Regions from separate parts of the Muntiacus reevesi genome. Here region 2 is linked to region 1. A link is a contact called in public Hi-C data. All regions are on one chromosome and are shown on one strand. Each heading gives the region's core, a stretch centred on a gene start, on an enhancer-like site or on the middle of the called end of the contact. The rest is flanking DNA. Distances are from core to core; before and after follow the strand shown. Region 1 holds the start of NT5DC2 (5'-nucleotidase domain containing 2). Region 2 holds the start of NISCH (nischarin).

Region 1 (6,176 bases), core at 2,055-4,554:
CCCTCAAAGAAACAGAGTTTGCAGGGGGTCAGATGGGAGCAGGCAGGGCTAGGAGCACACACAGGGTGCCTTCTGGGGCCTCCAGGTGGCCCGGTTCCTGAGACCTCTAGCCCATGGCTGAGGCCCAAACAGCCCAGGCCTCCAGGGAATTAATTTCTGTCTCAGACACAACCAGCTGTGATTCGAAGCAGACGCCTGTGGCCAAGCAGCAGATATTCGCCTTGGAGGCCCCTAAGGAACACGGTGTCCACCCCCACCCACGTCCTTTGGAGCCCGCACAGCGCGTGGGTGGGGGAACAGGTGTGGCTGGTTCCTCTCGGGCCCTGGGGCCTGGTGGAGCAGCCGCTCCAGACTCGTGGGTGCAGATGGAACACTCCTCACCTGGGTGCACAGGAGACCCAGCTGCCTGCAGCTCTCTTGGAAGCTAAGCGCTTCTGCAACATCCCTTCCCAACGGTCCCGAATTCCTGGGTGTCAACTGTGACTCTCAGTACAAAGTCTGGTAGTTCCCTGGGGGGGAGAGGTCTGCTTGGCAGTGCAGCCCCTTGCTGGCACTGACTTCTGGCCAAATTCAGGCTTTCACCTCTGCCCCAGAGGATGTTCCCAGGGATGGACAATCCTCCCAGGAACAAAGGAGGATGGGGAAGCAGCCCACAGACCAAGGCTCCTGAGACCCAGCTTCTACAGTGAGAGAACCATAGGTCTGGGGCCCACAAAGTCCCAGTTTCTTCCACAAGGCTGCAGTGGTGCAGAGAGCCAGGTGAAGATACACACTTCCCCTTGTACCAGCCCCCTAAGTTCACTGGTCTCACTGTGCAGGCCCAGCTTCCAGGCCACCCCTTCCCCATGGCAGCCACGAGACTCACTCATGGGGGCCATTCTCCTGCTGCTTCTGGGTCCTCAATCTTTTTGGCACCAGGGATAATTTTTTCATGGTCCGGTTGGGGGTGGGGGGATGGTTTCGAGATGATTCAAGCACATTACGTGTATTATGTACTTTATTTCTATTATGACATAATCTCCAGATCATCAGGCGTTAAATCCCGGAGGCTATGGACGCTTGCCTTGGAGCCTCCTCTTGCTCAGTCTCCATTCCAATTTCATAAGGGGGTCACATTTATTCATCCATCATCCAGATGAAGAAATCAGAGTTTAGGGAGATAAAGTCACTTCCTCCAACCCATCTAGCAGTAGGCCATGGAGTTGAGATTTAAATTCAGGTCACCCCGCTGGTTTCAATCACTGTGCCGCTTGGCCTAGCCTTCCAGTGTCGCCACACTGAGGCCAGGGTTGAGGGGGCTTGCCTGGGACCTGGCTCCCAGACAAAATTTTGCCCACAGGCATCAGCATGCCTCTGGGGCTTCCCCGCTGGCTCAGCGGTAAAGAAACCGCTTGCAATTCAGGAGACTAGGAGACACGGGTTTTGATCCCTGGGATCAAACCCTGGGTCCGGAAGATCCCCTGGAGGAGGGAATGGCAACCCACTCCAATATTCTTGCCTGGGAAATGCCACAGACAGACAAGCCTGGCGGGCTAGTTCAGGGGGTCACAGAGTCAGAAGCAACTGGCAGGATCCGCACGCCTCAGTGGCCAGAATCGCTCCCCAGAAAACCCAGCCAGAAGGGGAGAGTTAGGAAGGAGGGGCATAAGTCTGGTTCATCCTGGCACTCACCAGGGTAACTTGGAAATGACTTTGTTCTTATCACATCAAGGGGAACGTGGGGGTCTCTGAGAAGAGCTGAAGATTCAGGTAGGCCCTGGAGAGCTAAAGCCCACTAGATCTCCCTCTGTCTCTCTGCCACACACACAAAACAGGCTTCTCAGGCGGCTGTACAGAAGGTCTTCTCTGAGGCCCAGAGCAAAGACATCTTCGCACACAGCACCCCGGGAGTGCTCTGTCCAGTAGCGGGGAAGGTAGGGACCTTCCTCAGAGAGGACCAAGGACTTCAAAACCACCGTTTCTCAGGGTCTTCTGCCTCAGCTTCTCAAGAGGTGAGTCCTGCCCACCCAGCACTCCCAGGTCTCCACACCGCCGGAGCGGAAGCCTCAGTTCGGTCACTTGGAATCTTCCAGACAGGACCACGTTTGTCCTTACCGACAACAAAAGCCGCGTCACTCCCGGGGGGAGGGGGCTCCTGCGGAAGCTCCCCTGTCCCTTTTGGCCTCTTTCCGAGTCACCGCCGCAACCCTGAGACAGGGGCCCCGGCAGGCCTGTGTTTTCCGATGTAACCCCTGAGGGTCCGCGAGGGAGAGGCTCGCTGAGCGCCACCCAGGTGGCCAGCGATAGGGCCCGGAGCCAACCACATCTGTCCGCTGCAGACGCAGGGCTCCCGACACCAGGACAGACCTCCAGCGCTCTCGACCCGCTGGCCTCACCGGGGCGCCCCGGGGCCTCATCTGCCCGTTTCGCCGAGGGAGAGAGCACGGAGGAGCAAGTGCCCTGACCGAGGAAGCAGCAACTCTTTGGACGACTTGGGGTTGTTTCTCAAACAACGCCTTCTCCTCCTAGACAGAGAGGGCCGGACTCTAGAGACGTCCGAAGAGTCCAGTCAGCATCTTTGGGTCGAGAGTCCCTCCGAGTCCGCTCCGGCCAGCGCCGTCGGCTGGCTGGCTTTGTCCCCAGTACTCCCGCCCCAACTAAGGGCCCCGAAGAGAACAAGGGGCTGGGGGCGTTTCCGCTTCGGCGGGACTCTGAGGAAAGACGGCGGGGTCCTGCCTTCCGGCGGCCGCTCCAGGAACCCCGGAGCTGCTGAGAACCAGCGGAGGAACAAGCCGAGCGCGCGCCCGCCCGCCTCCAAGCGTCCCCAGGACCACCCGCCCGAGTCTCGCCCGAAGGGCAGTCGGGCCTTGGGGCTCAGCAGCTCAGGCGAGTCCCACCACCGCGCTTCCCCCGAGGAGCGGCGTGTCCCGGACGACTCGCAAGCGGGTCCGCCGCTCGGGCTACACCCGCGACGCTCCTCCCGCTCGGGCTCACTTACCGTGCACCAGTCTCCGCATGTCTTGGTATCGAGCCCACAGGTGTGCGCTGGGCTCGGCGGCGCCGCCGGCCAGAGCCGGGGCGGGCGCGGAGCGCGGGGCGCCCGGGCAGTGGGCGCCGGGCCCCGGGGGGCCGCAACCAGGGCAGGAGGGCGAAGACGAGGCGGCTCGCGGCCCGCCGTGGTCTCGGCGCGGCAGCCAGCGCCGAGCGGCCGCCCGCAGCCCCGCACCCGCCATGCCCGCTGCGCGCCGCCCGCGCAGCACTCGGCCCTCAGGCCAGTCCGCCGCCCCTCCGACTGCGCGCCCGCCACGGTGGCCTCGTGCTCCCTCACGGCGGCCGGCCAATGGGCGCGGCGCGCGGAGCCCGGCCGCCAATGGGCGCGCCCCTCGGCCCCGGCGGGGCGGGAGGTCCCGGGCGGGGCGGAGCGGGGCGGGCTGCCGGGCCCCTTCCCCCAGTCTCCCGAGAGGTCCAGAAGTCTGCGCCCCTCTGCGGTATCTGCTGAGGCTATGGCGGCTCTTTCTGTCCTCCCGGGAGGTCGGAATACCTAAGAATTGCCGTCCTCGCGAGGCTCCGGACGGCCCGGGCTTGGAAAGGAGAGGGCCAGAGTGCTGCGGGTCTACCTGGGCCCCCCAGTCCTATTTCTCCCTCTCTCCTCCTGGGTCCTCCCGCCCCTTCCTCCACCTCCTGTCTTCCAGACCTCAGATCCTCCGCCCCTTCCCCCAGTTCTGAAGCCGGGATCCTGTTCCCCGCCTCCCGCCCATGACTGGCTCTGCCAGTTCGTTTCACTCACTTACCTAGAGAAGAAAGAGTTCTTCCCGCGCGTTCCCTGGTACCAGCCCCACGCTGGGTGAGACCTCGGGACCCGTAGTGCAGCCGACGTCCGCTGAAGCAGCCCCTTCTTTCTCCCGTCTCTGTGCTCACACAGGTGAACCCTGTTAACTTGGAGCGAGGCGGAGGGCCCGGGCTGACTGCGCCTGCCTGGTTCCTACCTCAGCAAATGGCCACACCGACCCGCACCACTCCTCGGTTCCCCACTCGGACCCCTCACGCTCTTCTAGCCTATCAACAGGATTTCCAACGAAATTACTCTTTCTTGCTGGGAACCATTCTCCACCCGCGTTTATTTCACTCCTTCTTTTTCTGAGTCCTCAAACATCCGTGTCCTGGACCTTGAGCAGGCCTACCTTGCACCCGGGGCCTTGTCGGTAGAGAGCTGGCTAGCTAGACACTGTTTCCTTGAGGTGCTCTCCGCGGTGGCCTCGCCGGCCCTAAGGGTGTGCGTACATTCTACTATGCCCTGCCCCTCGACTGAGGACCTACAGTGCCAGTCAGGTGCTGAGTGTTGGCACAGGATAATGGAGGCCATAGGTGGGCCCGAGGGGGTGGGTGGGTGCGGCCCCCACCCCCAGGGCCCCAGTGAACTAGGTGTGTGCTGGGGGTTTCGCCACCTGTAAGTCTCATCTGGGTGGAAGATGGGCGCTCTGTGGCGTCCAGCCGGCAGAGCCATCAAGAGAAGCCAGAGTGGGCACCAAGCCGGTGTGTGCATGTGGCTTGGTTGGGTTTGCTCCGGGAGAAGGCAGGTTATCCAGGCAGCAGCTTGGGCCTGTCCGCTCAGCAGCGGGCCCTGCTACCCTCCAGAGTTGCTGCTTGATCTCTCTTTTCCAGCCTGTTTTTATATATTGTGTCTACATTACTAAAGTCTCTTATTGATTCTAAGTTTTCATTTGATGTTCTTAGATTGTCTAATAGTCTGGGAATAACAGTAAGTGCCCCATGCAGGATAGTTTATTATTAATGTTATAGTTGTTTGCCACAATATGCTTATTTAGACTCTTGTGGTGCTAAAGTTCAGCTTTCAACAGTGCATCTCAAATACTGTTATTTTTAGAAGCCTAGGCGTCTGTCACGATCACGAAATAAATGCAAGGCGTTGTGTGATTGCATTTTAGAGCATGGTGCAGTACACGTTAGGTAATACATCAGTGAGCGTCATCACTTCTCTTAGGACTTTAAGAGAAAAGATGGCGGTGGCAGAGTAGGGGGCGCGGCCGCCAACTCTTTGAGTACCAGCTTGCACAAGGGAGGGCAGGGGGCGGGCCCAGGCCGACGCCACGTGGGAGGTCCCGCCCCTTGGTCCGCCCTGCCTCCGAGAGCATGAGTGTCTACGCCTGCTGGGCTCGGCCTCACCGAGCATGCGCACCCCGTCACATTCTGATTGGCGGACCCGCGCGTCCCGCCTCACTCTTATTGGTGGAGGCGCCCCAGGTTCTGGGTCCGGACCTCAGCGCCCAGGTCCTTACCCTCTTCGGGCTCCACTGTTGACCTCCGTGGGGGCGGTGTAAGACCAGGATTGCAAGGCAGCCTGGCCGTCGGACTCAGCACGAACGGGCAGGGCGGCTTTGGTTTCATCCGGGCGCTCCAGCCTTCGTTCCGCCTTACCCTTCTCCAACGACCTCCTATGTCCGGCATGTTTTCCAGGGCCCAGGTGAGGCGGGTTCTGCAGCGGGTGCCCGGGAAGCAGAGATTCGGCGTCTACAGGTTTTTGCCCTTCTTTTTTGTCCTCGGAGGAACGATGGAATGGATCATGATTAAAGTGCGCGTGGGCCAGGAGACCTTTTGTAAGTAGGGGTGCAGCAGCCTCCATTTCATTTCAAGCAAGCAGGAGGCGGCAAAGGAACCATGTTGCTGGGAATATTGTTAGGTTGCAGACCTCTCATTCCGCTCAGCGCTGAGCTGCTTTTATCCTGCAGAAGGGCGAGTCGAGTCTCCCTCAGTGGGGCGTGGAGATCCGCCTGGGCTCTGGTATAAGCGGGGCGACAAAGATACATTGGTGTCCAACTTTGAGATCTTCCCAGCACTTAGATCGGAGGGCACGTGACTGCACTCCGGACGCTGTCCTTTCAAGCCTGCCAGTGACACTGTTTGGGCCTAAGGAATAGACTTGCCCACAGCATCTAGAAGCGGGATGGAAGGATATGTCTAAGCTCCTAATTGGCACGTCCAAACCCTAGAGGGATCTGGTCTGCCCCGCTTAAATACCACTGTTTTTACAGGCCAGAGTCATGGGTACCAAGGGCAAGCACTATAAACAGACTGCCTGGCACTGCTTTGCTGAGCACTAGCTCTGGACAGGCTAGTTCCTCTTCCAGAAAGACTTCCCAAACTCCTAGGCCCTTTCTGCTTTCTCCCTCTCCAGAAAC
Region 2 (6,176 bases), core at 1,949-4,448, 150 kb before region 1:
CCTGCCCCCAAAGCCCCGAGGTGACCCAGCTGGCCTCACTGAGGCTGGGCTCAGGGCCAGGGTGACAGGTGGGCGCCCTCTCCAGGACCAAGGTGACCCCAAGGAACAATAGTCAGTTGACCACTCAGTGCCCTTTTAGCTCCCCTGCTGAAACCCAAGCTGGGTGGCCCGAGGGACAGCTGTCCCTCAGGTTGGGACAATAAAACCACAGCGGGGGTGGGCAAAGCCACCCGCTGTAACCTGACCGGGGTGGCCACTGGGCTATTTTTAATGGGGGACAAAGTTAAACCTGGTGATTGTTCTGGGGACTCTGGCATGCAGGGGGTGGGGCAACGTTATCTGGCCCCTTAGCCTCCTGGTGTCTCAAGAGCCAAAATTAGTCCCTGGCCCGCCAGGCCTTGTATGGGCACGGGGTGGAGGGCTGCCCCCTCCCCCAGCTCCACAGACTCCTGCAGAAAAGACAGGGGCAACCCCCAGAGCCAGCTGTAGCCCTCCCTGCCCAGGAGGGGGGCCATATTTCCTGGAGCTGAGGTAGGGGTTCCCTTGCAGACAGCTGTCTGTGTCAGATGTCCTTGTCTCTGTGGTGGACGGAGGTCAGTAACACCCCCACTCCTAGGATGGAATAGCATCTGAAGCCCCTCAGTGGCCCCTGCAGGGACTTGGGGTGACCAAGAAAAGGTGACCACCCTCTAGCCCTTCCCCCTAGCTGAGCCACTGAGCCCTGAACCTGCCAGGCTGAACAGAGGCTGGGGCCCCAGTTCTCTTATTCCCTCCTAGTCCCTCTGTGCCTTCCTCAAGCTTCAAAGCCCTCTGCAGCCCCCTCCTCACAACCCCTGTCCCACCCTCCAGAGCATCTTCAGCCAGTCAAGGGGCTGGTGGGGGATTGGATGTGTGAGAAGCAGAATGTGAGGAGCAGAAATGGGGAGAGGGAAACGGCGACAGAGCCTCAGGAGAGCTTGGGAGGAACAAAGAGACAGAGACTAGGAAAGAGACCAGAGGCACAAATGCAGAGAGGTGTGGCCCAGAGACAGTGACACAGACTTCAGACGTTTGGAGACAGGGCTGGACATGATGCTATAGCTTTGACGTCCACCTCCACCAACCCTGACAGTTCCCCCCAGATCCTAAACTCTTCACCTCTTCTACACTCTGGAATGCCAGACCAACCGGCCCCTTGAAGGTCTGGGCTGAAAGTACGTGGCCCCTCTCCTGGGTCCCCACCACCTCCTTGGGGTGGTCTTGACCCTGAGCCCCCAGTGGGTACGCCCACCCCAGCCCTGCCCAGCCCCTCTTACCGCAGCCTTGTAGATGTCATCCATACTGGCGGCTCACAGGGCAGGCTGCTGGGGTTGCCAGCGGCCCTCGGCTTAAATAGCCCAGCCCCGCTGCATTCCCGACCCAGCCCACCCCTGCCTGCAGTCCTCTACTCCCTCCCCCTGGCCCTGGTGATCTCACACTGGCCTGAGTTCCTGTGGCCTCTGCCCAGGGCAAGGAGCAGATGAAGGGCTATAAGGACCAGGGCTCTTTCCCTCTGCCCCCCATTCCCTCAGGAGACTCTCTGGAAACGTTTTAGGAATGAATGAAAATATGAGTCCAGGACAGGCAGGAGCTACAATGTAGTGGGCCCCAGGCCAGGCCCTCAGGCCAGCAACTCAACTCCTATCCTACTAAGGAGGTGGCTGAGACTCCTGGAGGGGTGGTTACTTGCTCAGGTCTGGCTGACTTGGCAGCTCCTGACTTAAGCTAAACCCCTCTGGGCTTCCCTGGTGGCTCAGATGGTAAAGCATCTGCCTGCAATGCGGGAGAACCGGGTTAGATCCCTGGGTCAGAAAGATTCCCTGGAGAAGGAGATGGCAACCCACTCCAGTACTCTTGCCTGGAAAATCCCATGGACGGAGGAGCCTGGTAGGCTAGGTCCATGGGGTCGGAAAGAGTCAGACATGACTGAGCGACTTCACTTTCCTGCAGCAGTATGCAAGAAGCAGCTGGGAGTGTAGGACCCTGCCAAGAGAAGCCTCGAATGCCAAGGTCGGATTATGGTGCTGTGAGACTGGTGGAGGAGGAAGGCACTGACCTACCTCAGGAGAGTGCGGTCTGGAGCCCTTCTGCCAAGGGTGCCAGAGGAGCTGGTCCCCAGACCTGTCGTCATCTCAGGGAGAAAAGTACTAGGTCTAGGCTGAACTGCACTCTACCAGTCAACAAATACACCGACAGATGCCTCATCTGTGTAAGATTCTCCATCTCCAGTTGGGTTACTGCCTCTCTTCTGGACCTGGGTTAGGGCTTCTCTGTGCCCATGCTTCCCCTTTCCAGCACTGTAGTTCCTGAGTCCAGGGCCAATCTGTCACCCCCTCATTTTGAGCTCTGGTAGGATACCATCTGGGGGTGTTGTGCCAGATGGCCAGCACATATCCTTTCCACCTAACCCCTCCACGTCCTTCAGGCAGCTGGTTTTGAGTGGCTCAGCCGTGCCTGACTCTTTGTGACCTCATGGACTGTAGCCTGCCAGGTTCCTCTGTCCATGGGATTTTTTCCAGGCAAGAATACTGGAGTGGGTTGTCATTTCCTCCTCGAGGGGATCTTCTTGACCCAGGGATGGAACCCGCGCCTCGTTTGGCAGGAGGATTCTTTACCGCTGACCCATCTGGGAAGTCATAGAGCCTCCACCAGTTTCCCTGCCTTGCCTGCCAGCCACTGCATGGATTAACCCACTCAGTTCTCTAGAGAGTCCATTTGACAGAGATCTCTGAGTCTTGCAGAGGTTAAGAACTAGCCCAGAGTTATTCTGTCCTTTTCGGACCAGGTACAAATCAGATCTTCCTTCCTCTTCAACGCACTCGGGTCCTCCAGGGAATGAGACCAAGAGCTAGGTGAGATGTAATTACTGTCTCTTTTGCGGAGAGGGAAACTAACGTCAGGCGTGGCAGTGACTTGCTTCGAGCAGCACGGAAGGTGCAGGGCCATCCCTTCCGAGGGCCAGAACCCAGAACAATTCCCGCCCGAGCCTCAGTTTCTCTCGAGCTGCAAGGCGCGCGGCGGGCGGGGCCCCTCGGGTACCGATTACGCAATCGAACAGTCCCAGGCGGCCTGCGCACGCGCGCCGCGGGCCGCAGCTGTCAATTACGTGCGCGGGGCGGAGTGGGGCGGGGGCGCGAGAAGGCGGCGGGGCCAACATGGCTGCACTGCTCGCGCCGGGGGCGGGGGGCGGCGGGGGCCAGGGGGCGGTGGGACGCTGACCCCGCCCCCTACTGCTGCCAGTCTGCGCCGGGCGGCGGCGGCGGCGACCGAGCCCGGAACATGGCGGCGGCGGCGCGCAGCTTCGGGCCCGAGAGGGAGGCCGAGCCGGCCAAGGAGGCGCGCGTCGTGGGCTCTGAGCTCGTGGACACGTATACGGTGTGCTGGGGGCCCGGGCTCCCGAACTGGAGGTGGCGACAGGAACCCGGAGTCTTGAGTCGGGGGCGGGGGTTTGGGGTGGGCTTCTTGGCCCCGCAGCTGGAGAGGAGGGTGTCGGGGCGCTGCGACTTTGAGGAGGGGGCCTGGGATGGCAGAATCTGGGGAACGGGCGCTTGGGCTTCGCAGGTCTGGAAAAAGGATCTTGGGGTGGGGCGCAGAAAGGGGGCTTAGAAAGGGTATGCGTTTAGAAAAAGAGGCTAGGGATAGGAAGGATCAAGGGATAAAGGAGGCCTGCAGAGGAGAGGGGTCAGGTTGAGGCGGAGGCTCCTCTGGAGGGGCGCCAGCCTGGGAGGACGTGACAGGGGCTCCCGGAGAAGGGAATTAGGAAAGGGGGTCTTCGGATGGTATCAGCGGAAAGGGTCAGGGCTCTGCAAGCCGTGAAGAAAAAGAGGGGGCGGGGCCTTGATCTGGGGGCCCTTGGGGTTGCAGTTGACACTTGCTCAAAAGTGAAGGGGGCATCTGGGGGCCTTGGCGCTCAGGCAGAGACAAGAATGGAGGAGGATGGAGCCCAGACCCCGAGAATTGAGGGGGTGGCTCAGGGCTGAGAGAGAGTCCAAGAGCCCGGAAACTTAGGGGTCTTCATGGCTTTGGACTGTGGGGTGAGCGAGAGCAGTACACTGCCCACGCACACTTAAAGGCTGTGGCGGAGATGCAGGATAGAAAAGGGGAGAAGTTGCAGACTGTGATGAAGTAGGAGGCCCTCCTGGGTCTGGGTGGGCTTGTGCGCCTATGGGCCTGGTAGGCTACCTAGCAGGGACTGGCCCCAAGGTGGGGGTGGCCTGAGCACCTCTCAGCCTCCTGTCCTTTGTTCTGGGATTATGGTGAGTTGGGGAAGGGGGCTTGGCTCTGCCTTCACCCCACCTCCTTGGCCTTCATCCTAACCCTCCTGAGGATCATTTTTCTGGCTCTTTCTCCTTTCCTGGGCAGGAGGAGGGGGAGGGAAATGGTCAGGCTGTGGAGGGGCTCCTACGGATCCTGGAGCAACAGGCCTGCTCCTCAGTGGAGACTTCAGTTGAGTTGATTGTTTTCTCCTCCGCCTTCCCTGCGTGCTGCAGAGAGGGGCAGGATGCAAGGACCAGGGGGCCTAATCCACGTGAGGGCTTAGCTCTGGTTAGCCATCACGCATGCACTGCTTCCACCTGGAGGGTTAGCTCCAAAAAGCTCTCCTAGTCCACAGGGCTGAGGCCCTCCTCTGAATGGGTGTTGGGAAGGTGGTGATTTTGTGTCCTTTTGTCTGGGTATGCTGAGTTGAATAATTATCAACACCTACCTTTGATTGATCACTTACTACATGTCAGGCCCTTTACAAAGCATTTTGCATACATTACCTTTGATTCTTAATCCTCCCAGATTTTAAGATGGGAACTGAGGCTCAGAGAACTTAAGGCTGTCAGTTACTTACATAAGTTGACATACATACAGAAACTATAGCCAGGAATGGCAGAACCAGATTTTGAACACACGTCTTCCTGGCGCGTTCCCTTCTGTTAGGGCTTAATTATCACTGCCCTCCTCTCAGCTTCTCAGTGCCTTGACTCCTGGCCGTTTTCAGCTCCTGAACCAGCTGAAAGCATTGGAAAAGGACTTGCTTCTAGGATATAGTCAGGGCTCCTGAGAAAGAACTGAAGCGGAAAAGCTGATCCTGCCAAACCTGACCCTGTTTTGCCTCGGAAGGAAAACCTTTCTTGCAGCTCAGGTTGGATTGGACTTTGAATTACATGGAGGCTGGAGTTAAAAAACTAAAGCGATTACTTGATATGATAGCTGCCTTTTTTGTTTCTCACTGTTGGATAGGGGTCAGACTTATCCCGTATGCCTGCCAGATCCAGTGCTAGGGCCATGGAGGAGGCTAAAAGGTGGCCCCTGCCTCTCAGCAAGGGTCAGGTACAGAGGCTGGTGGGCCGGAGCAACTTAACTTTGGCCTGGGGGGTTTGGGTGTCCTGCAGCTATTGCTGAGGGTAGGGTGGGACTTTCCTTATTGCTGGCTAGGCAAGGGCTGTTTACCCTCTTAGGTTTACATCATCCAGATCACTGATGGCAGCCATGAGTGGACAGTCAAGCACCGCTACAGTGATTTCCACGACCTACATGAAAAGGTAATTAAGAATTGGGGTCCTGTGTTTCGGGGCTTTGGGGGCTTTTAGGCCAAGTTCCCATTGTGTCATGGGTTGGTACTAGGGCAAAACTGGTTTATTAATGTAAATGGCAAAAAAAACACCAAACACCCAAACCCGTTGGATCCTGGGAGTTCAACCCTTGCATGAGACAGTGTGCAAGGAGTGTATTTGAACTTCAGTTTTTAGATTGACAGTTGTAGCTAGGATATGAGATGCTGGGATAGTTGCTAGGGGAGGGAGCAGGCTTCAACTTGTTCCACCTGAGTATACCTATTCCAGAACCTGTGCTTTCGTATCTGGCTGTAATTCTTTGCATTTGGAGAGACTGCCTTTCTCTGGGTCATTTGTAGCGTGAAAGTTGTATGGTTTGGAGAAGATGGTCACTTTAGGGGCTTTGAGGTATTACTTTCCTAAATGTCTCCAAAGTCTTTTGGTGGAACTCATTGTCTAGAATTGTATTGGTGTTTCGAGTGCTAATTAAACCTGAGGCCAAACCCAGGTGCACTAATTTGATCACTAATCGTGGTACTCCTGCCACGATGGGCTTCGTAGTGAGCACCTGCCCTCAGCTGCTTACCTGGGCCTTGCGCAGTTACAGAACCTCTT

What was found. Hi-C and Micro-C count contacts between places; a contact is called where the count stands out from the background.
Region 2: a contact with region 1 is called in a Hi-C map of blood, with 2.4 times the contacts expected there. The contact joins the promoter of NISCH here to the promoter of NT5DC2 in region 1. A contact is called at or near these places in 2 of 3 Hi-C or Micro-C datasets (blood and muscle).

What each region holds. Positions count from the first base shown.
Region 1 is chr4:106,310,754-106,316,929 of mMunRee1.1, reverse strand. NT5DC2 (5'-nucleotidase domain containing 2) reads right to left here and starts at 3,304. Exons shown (of 13, transcript XM_065933553.1): 1 at 2,978-3,304. The coding sequence starts at 3,212. UQCC5 (ubiquinol-cytochrome c reductase complex assembly factor 5) reads left to right here and starts at 5,237. Exons shown (of 5, transcript XR_010662987.1): 1 at 5,237-5,594.
Region 2 is chr4:106,455,927-106,462,102 of mMunRee1.1, reverse strand. It overlaps NISCH (nischarin), which reads left to right and starts at 3,198. Exons shown (of 21, transcript XM_065933555.1): 1 at 3,198-3,393; 2 at 5,466-5,549. The coding sequence starts at 3,298. It overlaps TNNC1 (troponin C1, slow skeletal and cardiac type), which reads right to left and starts at 1,414. Exons shown (of 6, transcript XM_065935345.1): 1 at 1,296-1,414. The coding sequence starts at 1,319.